Linked DNA regions of Mus musculus: region 1 is linked to region 2. The links are chromatin contacts, called in public Hi-C maps. All regions are on one chromosome and are shown on one strand. The core of a region is the stretch at or near the end of the contact, and the rest is flanking DNA. Distances in the headings are between cores, read along the strand shown. Region 1 overlaps Gm34012 (a long non-coding RNA gene). Region 2 overlaps Mamdc2 (MAM domain containing 2).

Evidence for each region. A called contact is a pair of places that touch in the nucleus more often than the background predicts.
Region 1: a Hi-C map of uterus shows a contact between it and region 2, with 6 times the contacts expected there. A contact is called at or near these places in 8 of 484 Hi-C or Micro-C datasets (bone marrow-derived macrophages, embryonic stem cells, reprogramming fibroblasts and 2 more), 5 of 130 datasets of targeted methods (the NIH/3T3 cell line, embryonic stem cells, fibro-adipogenic progenitors and 2 more) and 1 of 9 other capture datasets (embryonic stem cells).

The regions. Positions count from the first base shown.
Region 1 is chr19:23,511,691-23,517,134 of GRCm38.p6, reverse strand. The region is part of intron 1 of Gm34012 (a long non-coding RNA gene); the gene reads right to left. Among named protein-coding and RNA genes, the nearest start is that of Gm34012, 18 kb to the right of the region's middle.
Region 2 is chr19:23,407,401-23,413,346 of GRCm38.p6, reverse strand. All of the region lies in intron 2 of Mamdc2 (MAM domain containing 2), which reads left to right. Among named protein-coding and RNA genes, the nearest start is that of Mamdc2, 38 kb to the left of the region's middle.

The sequences.
Region 1 (5,444 bases), core at 360-2,859, 100 kb before region 2:
TTAGAACCTTTAGCTTTGACATGGCATTTCCTTAACTCTTTTCTCATGTGTGGACATGTCTCGCTCTACCAAGTTTGGCGCTGTTTTATATACGTCCTTCTATCTCCTACAACACCTAACAAGGTTTCATACAGGTGGTGCTATCCAAAATTGAATGCAGCTTTCCAGTATGCAGAGGACGGTTTTCAGAGCTTTCCTTTCCCCGTGGGTGTCAGACTGCAGTCAATCAAATCTCTTCTTTAGAATGGTATAGTATTGGCAATTAACCCATACATGACCTCCTCTGAACTTGACATCATTTTGAGATTACTTACAAAACCTATTACAATGTAAATGCTATATAAATAGCCATGGCTATGTATTGTTGAAGGAACAATTAAAAGAAAACTGTTCGAGTTTGGTTTAGACACCAGTTTTCCCTCCACATAGTTTTTATTTGCAGTTGGCTGAATTCTTAGAAATGAAGTCTACACAACTGAAGATAGGACTTAAACTAAGCTAAACCTGAAGTTTTGTAGCTTGTCTTGGGCAAAGTGATGGCGCATGTAATGACAGAGATAAACACAAAGGAGATGTTATTCAAACTAAAAAGTTCATGGGCTCATATTTGGGATAGAGTGAGATTATAATTGACTTTGGCTTAAGCTACAGAAACACTAAGACAGAACCCAATTCTTTGGTCCTTTTGGTCAGTCTCTTTTAAGTCAAGCACAGATGACATTATTCAATACGTTACAAGAATATTCCTCCATGGGAAGAAAAAAAATGTGTGTGTGGCCATGTGCGATGGTGGACTTAACATTTGTATTTTTCCAAAGTGAGTACTGTGAAAACATTAAACTCGTCAGTGCTCATGTTTGTTTTGCTGTGTAATTATGTGGCATCTAGTTAGATGTGCACCGAGTTTAGGTATGACCTTTAATGCTCGTGGCTCTGTGTAGTTCTATTTTTCTTTTCATAGTGATGCCTTTTGATGCAACCTTTGGGAGACACAACCATTGCTGGGCAACTCTGAACACATGAAGATGTCCTTTATTACAGTTTGGCTTCCAAGACAGCTGAGAAGGAGAAGGCAGGGTGAGCTATCACACTCTTCTTCATCCTCCCTTCGACCATAATGATGTCTATGCTTTCTGTACTATTCCAAGTACCCACACAGGGAGAGGAAAATAACATTATGGGAATGCTCTTTATTATTTCAGTCAATGTGGACTACTGAATCAACCCCTGGATTTACCGACAGAGGTAAAAAAAGGACCATCAGTCTAACACAGTGTGCAATTATCATGATTATAAATCAGAAGAGACGTTCTAAAAATATCAATTTCCTTTGGAGGGAAAAGTGGAAACCAAAATGCAATGTTTCATTTTTCTAGACTGTAGAGATGTTTTTCATGACTCTGATGAATGTAGAAGCTAACAATGAAAAAAAAATCCAATTAGGCAGAAAAATGTAACTCCCATCACAGGAACAATCCAGTCATGTGGTAACGGTCAACAGACAATAGACAGATGGCTGATAGGAAAGAGACATGAGGAGAGCTCAGAGCAGAATACCACAGTTCCTTCACCTCAAGCGCCTGAGTCAGGCTGCCTTGTTTTGTTGACACTGATGCTAAGGAAAAAGAGGGTCATGAGTCTGGACACCATTCCTCCTAACATTAACCATCTGCCCAAACGTAACCTATTTCATTCCTGGCTGACAGTCAGCTTTTTGTGCCTCTTTGCTTCATAGTGATTTTTGAAGCATCCCTACTGGTGGCCAGTACTCACTAATGTCACAGAGCAGTAGTTTGAAGGCCAGTTCCCTGGTTCTTTAATGACAAGCCCTGTCCATGCAATAAAAATTTGGAAATTCCAAGCGGGTGGCCAGGTGAACCCACGTTCCTTGGGGAACCTGGTTTGAGAACAGTTTATAGAAGGTTAGAATGAAGAGTTGAATGAAAGGGTACAAGGCCAAGGTTAAATACCTCTGGATGAAAAGGAAAGGGACTGGAGGCTATTTTGTCAAGGTTCCTCCACCTCCAGAAGCCGGGAAGAATCATTGTTCCCCTAATGTACCACAGCTGTTCAAACAGAGGTGCTAACCTCAACCATCTTAGCCAAAAGTGGCTGGAAAAATAATGTTTAAAAGAAGTGACAAGATGCTATCTCTAAAGTTGAAGGACTATACAACAAAAGCAGATTGGATGAGCAGGAAACTGGCACAGACACTCCTCAAACTACAGCATTTTGCTTAAAATGTGGCTTTCCTTTGATTTTTTTTTCTCATAGTGGGTTATTCCCATCTGAGTCTATGAGATCATATATAGATTACATAGCTAATTCTGGGGGGATTCTAAGAGATTTGGGGGCAAATCCACAATTAGCCAGACTCTCAGTTTTATAGTATGCCCCAAATTGAACTGAACCTTAAACTATTAAACAGAAAGGAAGTATCATTTTGGTCAGTTGTTTCCACATATAAAGAAAACTGTAAACAAATATGATGTAGGGCGTGGTTAGGGTTCTCTCCTGCCTTGGGTGTGTTCATGACTATGTATGGAGGTGCATGTGATATGTAATCACATAGATAACCTTAGATGTGATCCTCAGGATGGACACCCACACACTTTGATACAGGGTCTTTGTGGCCCAGAGCTTACAAACAAATTACATTAGACTGACTGGCCAGCGAGCCCTAAGGATCGTACTGTCTTTCCTTCTTCAGCACTGGGATTACAAGCTCATGCTATGCCACCATGCCCAGCTATTTCCATGGCTGGCTGCTGGGGATCCAGACCCTAATGCTTGTGACACTCGATGTTCGTTGACTGAGCTATCTTTGCAATTCTTGCCAGGGGCTCTGGCTGCACAGGACAGGGATGCATTCAATTTGCCCCTATTTATCAGACAGCATTTTCCAGTTATCTGTAACTTTGTAATGATCAATTCAAGGTGTTCTACTGGTGGTGTCTTGGGGCTGAGTCTCTGGCATCTGTCTTGGTGTTTTCTCCATCCCTACCTTTTCTGTCATGTTATTCAGCTCATGAGAGAATGCTACAAACATAATATAGGCCCATGGCAGAAGAGCTAATGAAGTCAGAGGACGTGGAGCAGTGGGCTTCATTTCACACTTACAAGGTTACTGGAGATGGAGGAAGAAGCTGAGTCAGGAGGGAGGAGGGAGGATGCAGCTCACTCTAGAGCTCCAGTCTCTTTCATTGCCACCACGGTGTGATATATGGGTGGCTGGTGAAGGCAGCAACCTGTTCTCTTACAAATACTCTGGCTTTTGTCCTCAAATCTCAGTTGTGACTGCAAACCTGTTGAGATGAATACTCTGCTATCCCAGTTTACATTGTATCATTTTAAATTTCTTTTCTTTTCTACAAGGCCTGAAGTAATGTGATTTTCCTTTCCACCTCTTCCTCCTTCAGATGCAAGACGTTATAAGGAGTTAACAGTTTAGTGGCCATGCAGCAGGCAGCATTAGATCATAGGGAGCTACTTCTGTACACAGAATCCAGTCAGTCCCTTTGTCAGAGGTGGAAACCTGTGCTCTGGAGGTTAAGGAAGGGCGTCTATTACAGGGTTGTTTTGTTGACAATTTTGTTCTAGATCATCTAAATGACCCAAATCCAGGGCATCAATGCAGCTGGACCTGGGGAAGTTTGTCATTCTCTCTGGCTTCACACTGGCCAGTAGAACACACTTAGGATCCGGGAAACATAACAAAAGAAATCCCATGCCAGTCTCTCAGGCTACTTGAGAGCTTGAAAATCAGCAATAACTATCTTCCACTAATGATGGTGATTCTGGCAACTTACTATCATGGAGGAGATGTTTTGGCAGGAACATGAAGAGGGGCTGTCACTGAAGGTTTGCAGAACAATTGTAGAGATCAATGGGCAAATGAATGCACACAGATGTAAGATCAGTAGCTACGCACTCATCCCTCAGGGGCTTTTCATTGGCTTGGGATGTGTAGGAGAATTTATAGGTCTAAAACAGAGACAATTTGTTAGTTGTTTAAGAAAAACAAGAAAAATAGGTAGTCATTGAAAACAGATGAACAGAAGCAGACAAATTGTTGGCAGTTCCTAGAATCCACCCTAATATCCTCCTCCTTCTCTTATTCACTCTGCCCCAACAATCTTGTGGAGAGGTATAGTTTAGACTTTCTTCTTAAAAAAAAAAAAACAGAAAGGAGCCCAAGAGGATCAGAGGCTGTATAAGTGTGTGCAATAGAATCAATGCTATGACCAGAAGCTTGACAAAGTAGGAAACAGATGGAATATATACACTCAAGTCAAATGGCTCTGGGTTTGAGTTCTTGTTCTTTATAGCACAACAGCTTTGTAATGATGGACCAGTAAAGTCCACTTACACATGTACACACCACTCACACAAACCTTTGTGTTCTCATTTGAATAACAGAATAACACTTCCTTATTGACTTGATGAGATGGTTAAAGATATGTGTAAACATGTATTCTACACAATAAATTTAGAAGGTAGACAAAATAGAGCAGAGTGAAACATTGTGAACCAATGCCAATCTTGGATTATGGAGAACTAAATAGAATTCAGCTGTGCCTAATAGGATGTTTGGTCACAAGGGACAGAATTGAGCTTTAACTGACAATAAGATGGCATGACCAAATTTCCTCCAGGTTCTACAGAGACCTGTGGGAAATAGGCCATTATGAAGAAGCAAGCTCTTCTTCCATGCTAACAATTAGGCCTTTGGACATCAGTGTGGTCCTCAGCATAGCCTAAAGGCTTAAAGGGAAGATGGTCACTTTGCACGGGATACTGTGACCTGGGATCTCAGCCTCTGCCCTGGCAAGGCTTAGTATTTATTTGCTCATGCTTGCTTTTCTAACATTATTGTTTGTTTGCCAGTTGAGCTGATCTGGGAGTAAACCAGAGTAAAAGTGTGTACACATCATCTCAGTCATTATTCTTGTTGATCCTCAAGTTTGGACCATTGTTTTGTGGTCTGGCCTAGTTTACTAACTTAAGCCTGTCACTGAATTACAAAGATGAGGAGTAGCTTGTGGAATGTGAAGAAATGCCAAATAACCAGATTTATAGACAGGGGTCTGATTTTAACTGGTTTATTCCTGCTGTAAGCATTAATGCATGAGCAATTTTTTTGAGAGTCCTATGAATGGGGCTGACACTTTAATCACTCTTTCTAACTTGGATTATTAATGCCCTTCAAGATCTAAGCTACCAGAGTCATATGTCTAAGTTCCTACCGACTCTTCCAAATGAAGGAAGGTGTTTTCTTGAAGGCTAGGGAAAAGTGAAGCTGTGTGTCTGCCTGTCATGTAGTTGGGATTCTTGGTAGAAGAGTTTGATCTGGTGTTGGAGGCCCACAGTCTTTGGAGTGAGATGCCTTGGTAGAGCACAGGAAGACAATAATCAACTGAAACCTGTGTGCTACCACACCTGAC
Region 2 (5,946 bases), core at 1,462-3,961:
TAGAACATTTCTTGACCTTATTATATGTATTTGCTATGGATCCTTGACTAATGTCCCTATTCCATTTGTTATTTTCCTATTTTAAAATACTGCATTTGGGTTTTGTTCTTGGATTTGTTTGTTTGATTTTTCATTTTTGCTTGATATTTCTATACCTATTTGTTTTCTCCCCCAACTTTCTTAAGTCAATATTGTGAGGGTTAAATATATAAGGTTTATTGAAATCGTTCCAATAAATATGTTGTTATGTGGCTGGCTTTAAAAACAAAAATGTGACCAGTCAAATAATTTAAAATTAATAGCCTCTTAATTGTAGTAGCCTTATAATGATACTAAAAAGTCCAAAATATAGAGTTCTATAGACAAAAATTTAAAAGGCCAAAACTAATTCCTCAACCAATAGTGCTTTTCAGAAGGTCCAGAGGAGAGTACTGGTCTACCTGGAGGCACTTATTAGAGTTGGTTTGCTAGAACTAAGGTTGGTAATGCTGGGCTATACTCTCTTTAGTAACAGAGACAAACAGTAAGATCCAGGAGGCAGCACTGGATTGAACTAAGCTGTCATGATTTCAACTCATGAGTCTGAAATTTTTCTGATTGGCACCATCCTACATCCAAGGGCTCCCAGAACAAAGCAACTACCCTGTTTTTTTCCATCCAAGTGGAAATGGAAATTAAATGCTGAGATGTCTCTTAGCACTTAAAAATTATACTAAACTGCCAATGCTTTCTTTTGTAAAGAACCAATGGCTCAACTACCTGCCTGTTACTTTTCATCTTCCAAGGAGAAATTAAGACCTGCTCACCAAGAGGGAACTTAATCAAGCAGCAAAGCATGAGTTATATATAAGTCTACAGGCTATTCTTTTTCATATTCTTTCTCACATTAATGTCGTGACATCAGAGCGACTGCTGAGTAACTTATCTGAGCTGAGCTGCTGCTGTTTGCCTCACTATGTCATCCCCCAGGATTTCTGTGCAATTAACAGAGATTGAAGCTGGGCCATGTTTTATAAACGTAATGGTCCCTATACAAGTGAGCTATAGCTTTTATTGTGACTTATTAATAACATAAAACCATGGAAAGAATTTGCATTATATAGCCTTTAGGTAACTTTTTTTTGTCAGCTCTGGTGGAAAGCGTTTCCATTTATGAATTTGTGGATAGGGGAAGTATCAAAGGCTCAGCAGTTCCAGAAAGAAACCAAAGTGATAATTTAAAACAATAAGGAGGAGGGGAGGCTGGGCTCAGACAGGATCTGATATCAATAGACAGAGAAGCCGAGGGAAGAGAAAAACATGAAATTGACATTTTTCTAAAAGTTCCTTCAAGCATATTTCAGAGTGAATGCATGCACTCTAAAGCAGGGATGCTGGGCCACTGAATTTAGGAATGCAAATGTCATATGTTCTAAAGAAGCCTCATTCCCACTATTTTAGGGGCTGCTCAAGAGTAAAACATAATGGAAGGTTTGCTGCCAATTTAGTGGATGCCATCAATATTATCATTACTGAAAAGACAAGCAGTGTATGCTTCTCTTATGTGGTGGAACCTGAGGGTCTGGTAGAAGGAATTGGAGCCTAGCCTGGGTTACTCAGTAAGACCCTGTCTCAAAACAAAACCAGACACAGAAAATAAAGTATCTTTTTTTTTTTAGTTGGGAACTAATAGGAGAGGAGAGGGATGAAAAAGATGAGGGTAGAAGTGTATACAGAGAATCTGCTCAAAGATCACTATGTGCTTTCGTGGTCTCAGTTAGACTAGCAAATAAAATAACATTAAAAGAAAGAGAGAATTTGGTTCTCAGTGATCCCAGGTTCTATCACTGTATGAAGTTTCTGACAGGACCTAACTTTCCAAGGATCAAATTTCCCATTCTGGCCAGGGTCTTTCTCTTCAGGATTCATGGTTATCTTAAATTCCAGTTCCTTGCTCAGTTGTCTCAATCTATGATTTTGCTTACGCTTGACCAATAGTGGCATCTTCGTGCTTCTCAAACATGTTCTACAATAGCAACCGGGGCTCATCTGGCCCTAACTGCAAATCTCTGGGCGGTAGCACTGATATTCACACTTTAGTTGAAACTGTCTTTGTTCTGGTAAAGCTTCCCTGGGTTTGCATCTAGCCAATGTGGGCTTTCCCCCCACCAGGCCATGTTGTATTTCTAATCTCAATAGCTGCATTCCCAAAGTCTTGAATCAACAGCAGATTACCACGCATGTGTTCCCATCTCAGCCACACTAAAACCTAAGCCTTAGAAAGGCATAGCCCAAAATGAAAACATATTTTTATTAGCTTCTATTTAAGATGCAACAGAGCCCTGCGAGGAAATGAGAAATGGACTGTCAGTGAGTTCAGCTCTCATTTCCTAGGTTAAGTGTTTACAAATATGTGGTTTTAAAGAAGGCGGTTTTGCCTTCTGACAAGCCAAGTGTGTTTGAATTTGTGGTGCTTGTACATCTTGTACCTGAGAAGCACTGAATATTTGCAATAAAGTGTTGTACGAAATAAAACAATAACAAGAAACCCGCAAAATAAAACAAACCCCTATGGGAAGACTCCCCTGATCTGGGCAAGATGAAATTCTCTCCAGAGTGGAATAACTTGTCCAGGTACTGACAGGGGTGCTTCACCATCAGTGTGATCTTTGCAGCTGGAAAACATCTTCTTGGACTGCTTGATGGGGTTATTGAACTTTGGCCTTTCTCCAAAGACATTGGAGGAACCCATTGGAAAAAAACAAAACCCACTCTTCTGCAGTGATTTATAAACAGTCTGTTAGCAGCTTTCAAATAATGTGAATTATGTGCAAGACGCAAGCAGCTTTCAGAGATCAACGGCATCATTTTATGGCACTTTGCTCAACGGCATTTGACTTTGACATTATGTTTCTTAAGGTTCCTGGAAGTTTTGTGCTCAGCAAGTCTGTTGATGTCTTGTTTCCAGAAGCACAGATGAGCACTAACATTTTTATTTTTTGCAAGTAAGTTTTCCCCGCTCTGCCTTGCTGGGGATGGAACTCAGGGCCTTGGTCAGTGCACATGGCAGGCAAGTATTCTGTCAATGAGATTCAGCCTCGGTGCAGTAAAGTGTATTGTAATAAATTGGCATGCATTGTTTTTTTAGTTAATGCTACTGTACACTTGAACAAGTCCAGTTCTACAAACATAACTTCTATGTGCAGTAGGAAAGAATCACTTGACTTATATTGTCGTGCGGTTCACTTTATTGTAGTCATCTTGAAGGGTACTGTGATTGTTCTGAGATGTGCCTGAATGGACCAGGAGGAGTTCATTTATGACTCTGGTTTAGTTGTGACTCTTATCTCACCAAGATGACACTGGAAATGGAAGGGCTCTGTTTTTCTCTGGTCTGTCCCACAATCTCCATCTTCCAGTCCAGTCCTGCAGCATCTCATCTGTGTTGTTCTGCTCTGTGCCCTACATTCATTGACTAGGGACCTTTACTACGTCAATGTGAGCCAAGAGAACATTGAGCAGACATTGAAAGCTCAGTCCTTATCGCTGTGTTACTCTTGTGATCTTAGGGACTTTGGAGAATCTGATTGAAAAGCAAGCAAATAGTGCTCCCCTACAAAGCATTCAGATGTCTGAAAGCTTATGGTGAACCTTGAAAATCAACACCTGGGTACCAGAGTAAGAAGTCTGGACTTATTACCCTTACATCAGTTATATCATTTGGAATGGAGGCTCCTTCTTATATAAACTGAAGGCATGACCACTCCAAGGTACAGTGCAGAGAGAGAAAGTAGTAGACTGAACATGGCCAGCAGACTGGACTTGGCCATGAGAAGAGAGACAAGGGGAGAAAGAGCTGAAGAAAGTGAGTAAAGACCAAGAGAGAGGGGCAAAAAGAGAGAGCATGGAGAAAGGACAAAGAAAGGAAGACAAAAGAGGGGAGTATGGTCAACATGACAGAGTTATAAGAAGAGTGAGAAGCTGGGGCAGCAGGAAGCCCATGAGCTGGAGAAGTTTAGGGTAAAGAGCAGGATGAGAAGAACCAACATGCTAGTATGCTCTCTGAAATGTGTAACTGGCACTTGTGATACTGAGGGAGCCTGAAGGCCAGCATGTGTTTAGTATGCTAATAAGCACCACGGAGAGCCATTTGTCCCTTCTGCCAGTGGTAAGGGAAATGGTGCCTTTGTTAGAACTGGCTCCTTTGGAATGGGTGCAGAATTTGGGGAGCAGTGTTTCCTTTGAACTTAATACTTCTAACTCATTTGCCATTTGTTTTAGAACATAAGAGCTTTTGCTGTAGTAAAATACCCACGGGTGGATGTTGTGTTTTATAAAAAGATACAGAAAAGCCAGGGATATGTTTGGTGGAGGAGAGGTATGGTGTGGGGGAAGGGGGTACCTCTGTGGGCCCATGCTGAGACATCACTTCCCCACCCCCAGGTACCAGCCACAGGATGGTATAGTATAGACTAGAGTTTATTTAGAGCATGGGGAGTGGAGTTAAGCCAGTAGTAGAGACAGAGAAAGGGAGAGAGAGGAGAGAGAGAGAGAGAGAGAGAGAGAGAGAGAGAGAGAGAGGAGGGGCAAGCAGCCACCTTTTATAATGAGTCATGCACACCTGGCTATTGCCAGGTAACTGTGGCGTGGAGCCTAGACTAAATGCCAACAGTGGATATTTCATCCAGTTCACAGTTTTAGAGTTTGAAAAATCCAATAGTATCAACCATATAGCCTCAGTGGGAGAGCTTCTGTATATGTCACAGTATGATGGTTAGCATGATGGTAAGAGCTCATGACTGGAAGAGGGAGCAGTCACATGGTACAAAGGGACATACAGGATCTGGGAGGCCAGGCTAACTCTTCCTAACAGCCCTCACATAGGAACAAACCCAGATCCCAAGAGAACTATCTCAATCCCTTCCAGGGGGTGGCACCTCAGCAACCTAATTTCTTGATGCCTCCATATCCCCACATTGCCACACTGCAGACTATGCTCCTAATAGTTTGCCCTATTGTATCCAAACCACTGTGGCATTCCAGGTGGTGGCTTTATTCTTGGGGGCTCAAATAGTGGCAAATATCCCAGTAGCAATTGCATTTCAGGCAGGGATACAAACATTTCAGGCAGGGTTACTTTGTAGAGATAATTTCTAAAGATGTTTTCTCCAGAGTTGTGCTTAAAATTTATGGTGATATGTAAGGATGGCCCCTGTGCATAAGACACAGTTAAACAGGTGATCACTGTCTTAGTTAGAATTTTATTGCTGTGAAGAGACACCATGATAAAGGTAACTCTTATAAAGCCCAACATTTAATTGGAGCTGATTTACAGTGTCAGAGGAGGTTTAGTCCATTATCATCATGGCGGGAAGCATGGCAGCATGCAGGCAGATATGGTGCTGGGAGAGCCAAGAGTTGATTCAAAGGGAGCATGGATCACACTGGCCATATTTGAACATATATATAAGACCTCAAAGCCATGCCTCCACAGTGACACAGGTTCTCTAACAAGGTTACACCTCCTCGAATAAGGTCATACCTCTTAATAGTTCCACTTCCCATGAGTCAAGCATATTCAAACCACCACAAAAAAATCCATGTAAATCTGTTTTGTAAGTAAAGTTCAAAGAGTCATCAAACATGTGGCTGTTGCGTGTAATTTTAATAATCACACTTAATCTAGCTAGGCTCTGGGACTAGCAGCCACTCACCTGCCATCTAGTCAGCCCCCATGGCTAGCTAACACTTTCCTGAGATCCCAGTTATGTTCCCAGAACAGCTACCAACTGTATCCCCAAGAATGCAGCCAATTCCTCTTTGTGGGGTGCCAAAAATAGCCATATCACCCAGCTCCCACGGCTACCTTGATGAGCTGCCCCACACTCGTCCCTCCTAGGAAAGCCTAGAGCTTCCCCTCGTGCGGTCCACCAACTGACAGCCGCAGAGGTTGGTTCTGCCAATGGC